Linked DNA regions of Ovis aries: regions 2 and 3 are each linked to region 1. A link is a contact called in public Hi-C data. All regions are on one chromosome and are shown on one strand. The core of a region is the stretch at or near the end of the contact, and the rest is flanking DNA. Distances in the headings are between cores, read along the strand shown.

What was found. A called contact is a pair of places that touch in the nucleus more often than the background predicts.
Region 2: a contact with region 1 is called in a Hi-C map of liver, with 4 times the contacts expected there. The contact joins the promoter of SLC38A2 here to the promoter of SCAF11 in region 1. A contact is called at or near these places in 2 of 16 Hi-C or Micro-C datasets (blood and liver).
Region 3: a contact with region 1 is called in a Hi-C map of hypothalamus, with 7 times the contacts expected there. The contact joins the promoter of ARID2 here to the promoter of SCAF11 in region 1. A contact is called at or near these places in 7 of 16 Hi-C or Micro-C datasets (blood, hypothalamus, liver and 3 more).

What each region holds. Positions count from the first base shown.
Region 1 is chr3:140,488,731-140,492,671 of ARS-UI_Ramb_v3.0, reverse strand. SCAF11 (SR-related CTD associated factor 11) reads right to left here and starts at 1,686. Exons shown (of 16, transcript XM_027967427.3): 1 at 1,457-1,686.
Region 2 is chr3:140,134,192-140,138,132 of ARS-UI_Ramb_v3.0, reverse strand. It overlaps SLC38A2 (solute carrier family 38 member 2), which reads right to left and starts at 1,857. Exons shown (of 16, transcript XM_004006421.5): 1 at 1,584-1,857; 2 at 245-442. The coding sequence starts at 360.
Region 3 is chr3:140,792,165-140,796,105 of ARS-UI_Ramb_v3.0, reverse strand. It overlaps ARID2 (AT-rich interaction domain 2), which reads left to right and starts at 2,001. Exons shown (of 21, transcript XM_004006425.6): 1 at 2,001-2,619; 2 at 2,734-2,827; 3 at 3,895-3,941. The coding sequence starts at 2,528.

The DNA.
Region 1 (3,941 bases), core at 437-2,936:
TAATCTTTAAAAAATTCTTCATATTGCATAAACAAAATACAAAGTAAACTCAGATTACCTTTCATAATAGTAAAACAAAAGAAATAAAAAAGACAATTTCATTTCTTCTGCCAGTTCGTTAAAACAACAAAAACAAAAGTCCCACAAACTTTATCGCAGCTCTTAGCAAACAGCAAAAAAGTCAAATGATTAGGCCAACTGCCAAAGAAACAGGGAAGAGAAAGCAATAACGTGGAAAAAGACTTGATTACATATCAAAATTTTAATACCAATAAAACACAAAACCCACATTTAAGAATGTACTTCAACATCCTGCTGAGGTAAGTAGTCATATGCACGAATCAACTTCTGTTTTATAATGAAAAAACGCATCTACTAAACACGCTTTTTCCAATATTCAGTGAATTTCCCAAATTGGGAAAACTGAAGAACGGCATCTACTAGCCAAAGCACTATATTAAAAACTTTTTGGTCAGTTCTGCCTGAATATCTTAGTTCACTAGCAGTGACAAAAATATTAAAATGTAAACCAAAATGACTGAAAAACGCTCAACTCGTAGACACTGTGTATATAACAGGGTACAGAAATACTTTGAGAATATTTTTAAATTCCATATTCGTATCTGAATGTTTTATTCAACTACTCTCAAATCAGGCGCTTACTTTCAGAACAATTTTTCAAAATGGGGGGACAGAGCAAGACGGCCAGACATCTCTAAAAAATGTTTTTAATGGTTCAAAATTCCTAGTAGCTAAGGAGGAGCGACTGATGGAGCCAAGTTGAGACCTCCCGGCCCTCTCATCAGACGGGGAAACTGGTTTAAAAATCGAAGGTGGGAGAAGAGTTTGGAATTCAGAGCATGGGGTAACGCGGATGCTCTGAAACGCCGGCTCTTCCCTAGTCGCGCACTCCGAGAGGTCACCGCGCAGTAAAGTTTGGTTTCACAAACGGGCTTGGACGCTATTGACAAAAGCAAAGTCTCCCAAGTCGAGAGAGAGCCGGAGTCGGGGAGCTCCCGGAAGCCCAGCAGGACACAGTGCCCCGCAGGGACGGGGTTGGACGTGTGGCGACCCTGCCGCCGAGAACCCTAGGCTCAACCCACTCCCCCAGGACCCCGGGCGGGGACGGGAGCCGCCGGCGGAGGCGGCGGGTAGGCCACAAGGAGGAAATGGGACGGGGTACCGACAGCGAGGCGGCGGCGGCCGACACGGGGCCGCCCTCGCGGGGGTGGCGAGAGGAACGCGGGGCCTCCCCGCCTCAGCCTCCCCCGCCTCGAGAGGCGGCTCCAACTTTCCTCCGAGCGCAGAACGCCGCCTGGGCCGCGCGGGATTCCGAAACTTTGTCCGCCCTCCCATCGCCCCGGGCCCCCTCTCCCCCACTCCGCCGGCCCGTCCACCCCACCCCGCAGCGACAGCTGCCTGCGCCCGTCCACCCCCGGGGTCGGCCCGTGTTTACCTCAGGCCGAGGTCGAGGCGCAGGCTCCGGCGGCGGCGGCAGCCCCACTGCAGGTCCCCAGGTTCCCGTCACGCCGCCGCCAAGTTCCCCAACATGGACTCCGTCCGCTCTGAGGTATTCCGGGGGCCGCTGAGGCCGGCTCTGCTGGCTGGCGCGGGAGGTGGCGGCGGTGGAGCAGGGAGCGGACCCGGGCTGCGCTGCTCCGCGCGGCTTGCGCCACCGCTGCTCCCCCTCCCCCCGCCCCGTCTGGCCTCCTCCCGCTCCGCTCCGCGCGTCCCCTTCCCCCTCCCCCTCTTCTCCCCTCGGCTAAGCCGCGCCGCCACAGGTCGGCGCGCTACGGTGACGCCGGCGGCGGCGGCGGCGGCGGCGGACCCTTCGCTGTTTCCCTACCCGCTCGCACTGGCCCTGCGTGCACGACTGCAGCGCTCAACCAGACCTCAGGGGGGCGCTGGCAATCCACCGTTTGCGACGGAAGAACGTGACGGGCGGAGTCAAGTCACGCGGCCTGCGAGCAGGAGGGAGGGCCCCAGCTCGTGGCGCGGGCTTCTGGGAAACGTCCTTAACGCCCGGCTCCCCTCCCACGCCGCGGGTTCTGCGCCTGCGCGGCGCGCTGGAGTCAGCCTTGCGTTGCCGGCTGTACACCCAAGCTGCAGAAGACAGTTAAGAAGGCTCTCGGGGAACAGGACATGAGGGGCTTTGTGCGGCCTTTACTATCCTATCTGCTATTGAAAACAGTGTTTTGTTGTTTGGCGGTGGATTAAGTTTTCTTCCTGCAGCGTTACCCGCCTGAACTACATCCTGCAGGGAGGCTAAAGTGGCCCCAACTTATATGCTCACCTCTTTCTTCCTGCCCAGTGGGCATTTTTAAAACGCTTTGAAGAGGTATCCTACGTGACTCATCAAGCCTAGGCATGTCCCCGTATCTAAATTCCCACAACAAAAAATTAAATGTGATCCTGATCCACTTAGTGGTTCAGTTCAGTAGCTTAGATTTGTCCGACTCTTTGTGACCCCATAGACTGCAGCATACCAGGCTTCCCTGTCCATCACAGCTCCCGGAGCTTGTTCAAATTCACGTCCATCCTGTTGGTGATGCCATCCAACCATCTCATCCTCTGTCTTCCCCTTCTTTTCCTGCCTTCAGTCTTTCCCAGCATGAGGGTCTTTTCCAGTGAGTCAGTTCTTCGCATCAGGTTGCCAAAGTATTGGAGTTTCAGCTTCAGCATCAGTCCTTCCAATGAATATTTGGGACTGATTTCTTTTAGGATGGACTGGTTGGATCTCCTTGCAGTCCATGGGACTCTCAAGAGTCTTCTCCAACACCGCAGTTCAAAAACATCAATTCTTTGGAGCTCAGCTTTCTTTATAGCCGAACTCTCACATCCATACGTGACTACCGGAAAAACCATAGCTTTGACTAGCCAGACCTTTGTCCGCAAGTAATGTCTCTCCTAACCACCAAGCTAATTTGGTGGTGGTTAGATAGAGACAGGTGATGATTCATTCAAGAATACGTCGGAGACTGCTATTTGGAACTTGTGTATCATTATCGATTTTTTTGGTCTTCCCTGCTGGCTCAGACGGTAAAGCGTCTGCCTACAATGCGGGAGACTCCAGTACTCTTACCTGGATAATCCCATGGACGGAGGAGCCTGGTAGACTACAGTCCATGGGGTCCCAGAATCGGACATGACTGAGCGACTTCACTTCATTGATTCTTTCTCCATAGGGTCATCAAATCTCTTATTTTATCTCGGATATACCTTTCACACTGCTTTTTAAGGTCACCGACCGTTTAACCACATAGTTTATCTTCAGGACAAATCTTCACACTTCTGACTACTCTTCCTGCTCTGGGTGTCCTTCCCCTCTCTTCTATCCGAAGGTCTTTGCACACACCCCCCCCCCGCACCCCCGCAAAGCTCTGTCCCTGGGCCTCTAACTTGGCTCACTCAGGTCTCAATCACATCCAGTCTTACCTGTCACACGTTTTGGGGTCGTCTGCCTCCTTCCTTACTTTCTATGGGCTTTGCACTCCCCTGGTCACGCTGAGGGCTTCCCAGGTGGCTTCCCAAGTGGCGCAGTGGTAAAGAATCCACCTGCCAATGCGGGAGACCAAGGAACGACAACTGGTTGGATCTCTGAGTGGGGAAGATCCCCCGGAGGAGGGTATAGCAACCACTCCAGTATTCTTGCCTGGACAATCCCATGGACAGAGAAGCCTGGTGAACTATAGTCCAAGGGGTCCTGAAGAGTCTGACGCCTGCACTCCTGGATAGCAGCCTTGCAAAGCCATGCCTGGGATGACTTTCCTTCCAGCTTTTCCAGACCCCTCCCTCATTGGGTACCCTTCTGCTGCACTTGCCAGACTAGGCTGTTGCCGGCACCCCCTCCTCCTCACTTCTCTGCACCCCATTCTTGTGCAATGTGTTTGGTCAGCTCAATGTGTTTGTCCGTCTCACGCAGCGAGCACTGGGACAGTGTC
Region 2 (3,941 bases), core at 608-3,107, 350 kb after region 1:
ATACACAAAAGGAATGCTTCAACACAAAACGCCCCCGCGTTTAGCTGTCACACATTTTAATTTCAATGCATATTAAGTAGTAGTCGACTTTCACACGACCTGAAGGCGTGTTCCCATACAACCAGATAATGTTCCAGAGATTACGCGCTCTCTCCAAATGCTACAATAATTTTAAGCAACAGAATTCTACGTAAAGAACTTCCGATGCACACAAGCCGTTTTTAAAAACGCACACATCTCCCACCTTTTCAGAGCAGCTTGTTTAGTGGGGTAGGAGTAGTTGAAGTCGCTGTTGGAACTATAGCTGCTGCTGTCCTCATCTGGGGAAATATTGAACCTTCCCATTTCAGCTTTCTTCATGTTGGGCAGCGGGAGGAATCGGACGCTGAGAGTAGTGCTGGGTTCCTTTTGTCCTTGGAGACGCACGAGCCCGCGCGGCTGCCTGTGAAGGTAGAGGCGGCGCGTCAGGACTGCAGAGCCCGCCCTGGTCACGTGACACCGCCGGGAGGCGCAGCGCGGCTGATTCATCCCCCGCCAGGCGAGTGGAAAAGTACCAGCCGAGCGCGAGGGGCGGGGGCGCGCGCCGAGGGGCGGAAAAGTACAGACCGCGGAGCCGCCGAGAACAAAGATGGTCCCACCGCAACGCTGCGCCCGCTGAGACTCGCGCCCCCCCGGGACCCTAAGGACCCTCTCCCGCGCAATTTAACGTTTTGCCCTCTCTGTTAGCCCAAGTTTTACGAAAGGGGCGTGGGGGGAGCTCTGTATCGCTTTTCCCGCAGCCTCCTTGGTCGTGCACAGGCACGCAGGGCACACATCCCACCCAGGTATTTGGCTAGGTGTGCGCTGCATGTACCCCAGGCACACAGCTCCCCTTTTCCAGCATTTACAATAGCAATGCCGCGTAATCCTTTCACGCCGGGAGCCCCCAGATGGGAAAATGCCTCTGCGGCAGACAGACTCGAAGGGGGCGTTAGGGCGGACACTAGTTTTCTCCCGAGAAGAGGAGCAGAGGGGGCGCAGAGCGCCGAGGGTTTGTTTACACGCGCACGCCCGTGCCCTCGAGCACACCCGTCCACTGGCATTTGACTCGCAAGCTCTTCGCCCGGCCGGCCCCTCCTATGCCCGGAAAGGAAACTGATGCAATATCGATCGCCGATTGTCAAACGTTCCCGGTATGTCTTCCCCAATCGTGGCCTCTGCTACATTAAAAGCTCGAACCCACATCCGCCCTCCCCCAAATTCCAAGACCCATGGATTTAATTATTTTTATTAACTCAAATCAGTCACCAGACTTGTCGCAGTGGAACCGCGAGCCTGGCTGGCTTCCCCTCCCCCTAACGGGAAGATGCGGCTCCGATCTTGGCGGGCACACGGCCCCCGCGCCGCGCCCCTCCCCCGCCCATAAGAAGACAGTGACCCCCGCTGCAGGCCGGGATAGAAGTCTGGCCAGCAAACCGAAAACGCCCTCCCCGGGAAGAAACGACATCCTCAGCTGCCTTCCCGCCGCGGCCCCTCCCGGAGGCCCCTCCCCCACTCCCGCCCGGTCCCCGCGGCTTTTGCACAGACGCCCCCGCGCGTGTTACCTTGGTGGTCTGGGCTCCTGTATCCCGGAAACAACACGCAAAAGACTTCGGTGAGTTTTTCTCAGTCAACAAAAATCATAAAAACAGAACAAAACGAAAACCCCAACAAGAAGCAGGAAAATAATTTTAATTAAACAAGGAAATGGCAAGTTGCCGCCCCAATCGTCCGGCGTCCGCCGTCTGAAGGGAAAGGCGCGAGTGTGCGGAGCGCGTGGTCGGGCTGCTGGCGGCGGTGCGAGAAAAGCGCTCCGGGACGGCAGCGACGCGCGGCTCTGGAGCAGCGGGGCGAGCGGTGGGTTTTAGCGGGAGGACGCGTCAATGGGCGGGGCCCCAGCCTCCGGAGCTTGCTTTTTTGTATATCAACACCACCTGGGCTCCGCCCCCGGCCAGCCTGGGCCCGCGAGGCCCCGCCCCGCCCCCGCCCCGCCCCCTGCCCCTCTGCCTCCTTGCCCCCCCGCGCCCCTCCCCGGTGGCTGAATTAGGCAGCCCAGCCCCGCCTGCTTCCTCCCCCGCTCCTTCCAGGCTAACTCCACTCTGCCGACTCTGGTCAGCCTGAAAGAGCCCCTCCTCTCGCCCGTGCTTTCCCCTATCTGTCCCTTTCAGCTCAGACTGGTGCCAAATATGCTCTTTCTCCAAATATGCTGGTGTCCGAGTTACCAGCAGGCTTTCCTTTCTCCTCTAGGCTCTTTGGGGACACATCCCGCCCATCCAATGCTTTTCTGCATGCTATTTTTATGATTTACAGGGGGATTGTCTCCCGCACTCTTGGGCCAACGGAGCAACGTAGTCTCCATGGTTAGGTTTTTGTTCTCGTTCTTTCTTCTCGTTCCTAGACCTGCTTTCAATCTTCAGAACTAGCCTGATTAGGTCGGTTGGCAGCTCCATATCGGGATATCCTTTTAGTACGGACACGGAACACCCTATGAAGTGTAAAGCGACATCCTGCCCAGCAAGCCAGACTCTTTGCAAGGGTCCCCAGTGGGGGACTCGGCTCCTCCGAGGGGATGTAGGATCCCATTTTTCCTTCCTGGTCACGTTTCGCTCATTCCACCACCCCGAATGAAGAGCTCTCCTCGCCCTCCTCGCCTTTCTCTCCTATTTACAGAGGCACTGCCTCCGTTGGAATGCCGGTGCTCCCCTTCCAGTGTGGAGGTGTTCTTGCTGAGCCAGGCAACTAGGGGGACCCTTCGCTGTGGAATACTCGGTGCTGCCGGAAAGGCTGGAAACAAAGGCCTCTTAGGAGAGAGAATTGTTGGTTGAATGAATGAATAAACAAACGACCTGACCTACTGCTCTCTTCCTTTTGGAGACGTGGGAGAGACAGAGCAGGGTTGGGTGTGATCACAATTTTTGCTTTCAATGTTTTCCTGAGGAAATCTGTACACAACTGTCTGTTTCCATGACACGTGAGGCTGCGGGTGCCCTTGGCCTGCACCAGTGTGATTGACATGGGAGGACCCGATTCCACTTTACACTCCTTTCTTCCCAACCCCTTCAACTGGTCAGACCAGTCTCACCTAAACAATACTCTTGCTTTAGTACCCAACTTCCCATCGCCATCACTCAGGGCTTAGTCACTGAGCCTCAGGAAGGCTTCCTTCCTTAGTCCTCTTATTGCAAGGGCTGTTTTCTAAACCGTGTGGTGAAAACGTTTTAGAACCTATGCTGTCTTGTACCCAAAATTGTTCACGTTTGTGGTCTTGTCCTACCAGGGAGACTGTGAGCACGCCAGGGCAAGTTTGGCATTTGATACACAATTGTGACTTTCACACAAATTCCCCGATAACACTGATCAACTCTTCTAGACTGGACACCAATCTTAATAGTGGGTTAGGGAGGACTCCTTGAAAGTTCCTTACTGTCAAGTTTCAACTGATGAAAATCAAAAGGTCTTCAGTCACTTCTTCATCCAGTTTAGTCCCCTGCATAGTCTGAAGTGACTGTGGTTGGCAAGTCCTACTCTCAGACTAGTTCTCTTGTTAGTTGAATTTTTTGGTGGTATGTACTATAGTGCATGGGCTTCCTTTGGTGGCTCAAACAGTAAAGAGATGGCTCAAAAGGTAAAGAGGGGGCTCAAAAGGGCTCCAATGCAGGAGACCCGGGGTTCAATCCCTGGGTCGGAAGATCCCCTGGAGAGGGAAATGGCCATCCTCTCCAGTATTCTTGCCTGGAGAATTTGATGGACAGAGGAGCCTGGTAAGCTACAGTCCATGGGACTGCGGAGTAGAACATGACTGAGTGACTAATTTTCACTTCCATTATAGTGCATGCTTAAGGGAACCTTTAAATTTGACGTGTGTGTGTGTGTGTGTGTGTGTGTGTTGGGGGAGGGCTGTAATGTTGTTTTGATTTCTCTAT
Region 3 (3,941 bases), core at 752-3,251, 300 kb before region 1:
TTCGGGCGCTTCCTTAGAGAAAATGAAAAAAGTGAAAAAGCGTGGAGGTGCTAGAAGTCGCTGACATTTTCCGTCGAAGCAGATCCTCTCGGCTCCATCCCTTAAGCAGGATTTCCAAACTCAGATGTATCCTTAGCGGAGGTATTCCATGTTGACAGATCTCTCGCCTCCCACAAAATGGGGCCGAGGAGGCGGCCGCTGTCTCCTCTATGGGCGCCGCCATTTTGTGAGGCGGCGGCGCGGCGGCAGGAGCCCCGGGTGTGTGTAATGGTTGAATAGAATGACCCCCTCTAGGGAATCCCCGGCGCTGACAGTTACGTAAGGGGCTGTGCGCAAGTGCGGCGTTTAGGGAATCCGCACAGCTCGGGACTCGCAGCTCTGCGGCCCATATCTCCACCACCCCTAAGAGGACTGGTGGGGGAAGGGACGGATGACCTGGTCTCCCTTCTGCCCCGCCCCCCCTCGCCTCCAGCCTGGGCTTCGCTGCTCCACTCCCCCGGCCTCGTCTCCGCCCCTCACTGGCTTCCGAGACACTTACTGGCCCTTGGGTGTCAGGAACTGCCTAGCCATAGCCTTATTCCAACCCCGTTTAAGAGGCAAACTTTACTTGAGAAATAATCCGTTTCCTAGAGTGAGCACCGGAAGCGTGGCTGGACTATATTACATAATTCTTTTCACTACCAAATAAATGTTCTCATTGGAATCACTACCTGAGATAACCCATCCAACCCTTTACTAGAATGTGACCTTGGGTGTCGGTGACTTTGCCTGTAGTGGCCATCGCGGAAATGGGAATAATAATATGCTTCACAATTCTTGAAGCTTAATTAACATTTGCAGCAAACGGCTGACCCCAACACCCCTTGTAGATATAAACTTGTGGTAGTATTTGTTGAGATGTTACGTCTCCCATTTGAACAGCCTCTTATTTTGAGCTTCAAAAATATTTTAAACCGGGATCGTATTAAGACATTTGAGAAAAAGCAAAAACATAAGATTTTATTCAATATGTTTTAAGCAAACTATAACAGACCTTAATATAAAAATATAAACGTTAATTATTATCGCCCAAGTTCAAAAGATTGCTTCCCAATCAGTTTAATTACTGTTTGCATAACTGCACAGAATAATCTAGTTTGAGAAATGAAACCAACAAAAGTCAAGATGAATTAAGAGCATGATTCCATTTCCACAGAACTAGGACAGACAGTTCACATTGTATTTAATTTACAGTTTGCTAAAGTTAGTTTGTGGGTAAGTCATGGAAAATGTGCTAACCAGGCCCCCCCTTACTATCGCCACAAAGCTCAGAAAAGCCGATTCTTTTAGACCTTATAAAAAAAAAGGTGACAGGTTGACTTTATTCCTATCAGTGAATGAAGCTAGCGTGAGGAGCTTCCCCTCTGGGCTTCCTTTCCCTCCCGAGCTCTACACCAGTTCTGTCGGACAGGCGGGGACTCCAAGGCAGCCCTTCCAACTGCCGGGCCGGGGACGCGAACATCGCCTCCACCCCTAACCCTGGAACAACCGGTAGTGGCCGTTTCCCCGCGCCTCCCCCCTTTCCGCCGGCTTTGTGTGCGTGTGAAATGTGCGGCACATTGCAGATGAACCCTAAGCCCGGCGAGCCGAGTCTATTGTTCCCCGCGAGGAGCTGCCGGGGCGGTGTGGAGTCAGGCGCAGTGCCGCGGCCGGCCCTCGGGGGTCGCTGTGCGGCTCTGGCTGCCCGGCCGTGGCGGCGACGCTGGAGGCGGCAGAGAGGGAGGCTGGCGGGGAGGGAAGCGGGCGGGCGGCGCGCAGCGGCTCGGCTGCCGCCGGTGCCTTCTGCCCGGGGACGCCCCGGCCGCGAGGCCGCGCGTGAATGTGTGCGAGGGCCCCGCGGAGCTGCGGCCGGAATACACGCTGTCACCCCGCTTTCCACAAACCACCACACAGACCTCCCCCTCCCCACCCCCAGCCCCGCCTGCCCCAGCCCCGCCGCCGCCGCCGCCGCCGCGGCCGCCGAAACTCCCGGGCCTCCGGCCACCCCGGCCCCTCACCGTCGGCTCGCCTTTCCCCTCGCCCGCTCGCGCGCCCCCGGCAGCAGCACCATGTTGAATCGCGTCCCCGGGCCGAGCCGCCTGAGCCGGCGGCGCTGAGAGGCGGGCGAGAGCCGGGCCGCGGGAGGGAGGGAAGGAAGGGGTGGGGGCCGCGCTCGCCCCGCGGCTTCGCGCGGATCCGGCAGTCGCCTGCCCCTCTAGTTTCGCTCCGATTTCTTTAAACTTTTTTAGAAATTCCCCTCCCTCCTTCCCTCCTCTCCCCCTGGCCTCCTGCTCCCTCCTTCCCCTCCTCCTCCTCCTCCTCCCCCTCCCTCCCTCCCTCCCTGCGCCGCCGCCGCCGCCGCCGCCGCCGCCGCCACCGCCGGCCCATGACTGAGCCCCGCCGCCGCCGGCCGAGGAATGGGCTCTGGGCTCTGGTAGGAAGCGCTGGGAGCGGGGGGCGCTTTTAAAACACCGATCTGGGTTTTTTTAAAACCTCCTTTGAAAAAATAATGGCAAACTCGACGGGGAAGGCGCCTCCGGACGAGCGGAGAAAGGGACTCGCTTTCCTGGACGAGCTGCGGCAGTTCCACCACAGCAGAGGGTGAGAGCAGAACCGGGGGGGCAGCGCCGGGGCGAGCCGGGGCGAACGGGGCTCTCCCGCTCGGGCCGCCGCGGGGTCCCGGCTGACAAGTGCGGGGCTTTCTCTCTCCCGCAGGTCGCCTTTTAAAAAAATCCCTGCGGTGGGTGGGAAGGAGCTGGATCTTCACGGTCTCTACACCAGAGTCACTACTTTAGGCGGATTCGCGAAGGTGAGTGGAAGTTTTAATTTGTATTTCCCTCTCGCTGGCCTCCTCCAAAAAGTCTCCTTTGACCCCGGAGTGGGCGCTCGGGGCCGGGGGGGTGGCCTGCGGGGGCCAGAGGCGTTCTTTTCGCTCCCAGCCGGTGGCACGGAGGCGGACGGCGGCGGGGCTGTTTTTGGCCTGGTGGCTCGCGTGCGCGCGGCGGGCGCGGGGCTCGGCGGGCGGGCGGCCCGGCGCCGGCTCGCGCCCTGCCCGGTGCCCGGCCGGCCCGGCGGGGTCTGAGCGCCGCGGCGGGGAGTGCGGGCGTGCGGGGCGCCCGCCCGAGCCCCGCGCCCGCCCCGCGCCCGCCCGCCCGCTCGCTCGCGAGTCAGCTCTGCCGCCGCTGCCGCTCTAGCACAGGCGGAGACACAGAGACACACAGACTCTGAGAGCAGTTTTCGTGCAACTCAAAATTAGCGCGGGCAGGTTTAACATCGATAATCGGCTGCGAAATGATCCCGGCAGCCGGGGGCACAGCCTCGGCCCCGTCGCCCTCGGTTTATACAGCTAACAAAAGAAACCAGGACCTGTCTCCAAATAGCCATCTTAGGCTTCAAGGCTAGGCAGAAGCTGTAGGCCTCAAAGAAGGGCCTATGGAGATGGATAGATCTGGGAGAGGGATCGGAATCGGCCCCGGCCCGGGCCCCCCCAGAACCTGCGGACGTCGCTGTCCGGAACAGTATTGATCCTTTTGAACTTTTTTTTTTTTAGTGTAAACGGACCGCGTTGAGATTTAAAAGGGGGCGACAGAGGGACTTGCGATTGGTTATTGTCCGGGCTTCAAAAACAAAACAAACCCACCAACATCCCCCCTTCCGCCCCCCAAAACAAAACAAGTGCTATTAAATACAGGGCTCTCGGGTGAAAACACAGTGATTCAAGCAGCCCTTGCTTAGCTACTCTTACGGATCGAGCCGAATCACCCACCGATTCCTGAGGGATCTGCAGATCTCTGTAGAATGGGTATTTATTCAGAGTTAGGTTTGAGTTTTCTTGGATTGTGCACTTTCAGACAAGTGTGGCTGTGTTTTTAACAGGTTTCTGAGAAGAATCAGTGGGGAGAAATTGTGGAAGAGTTCAACTT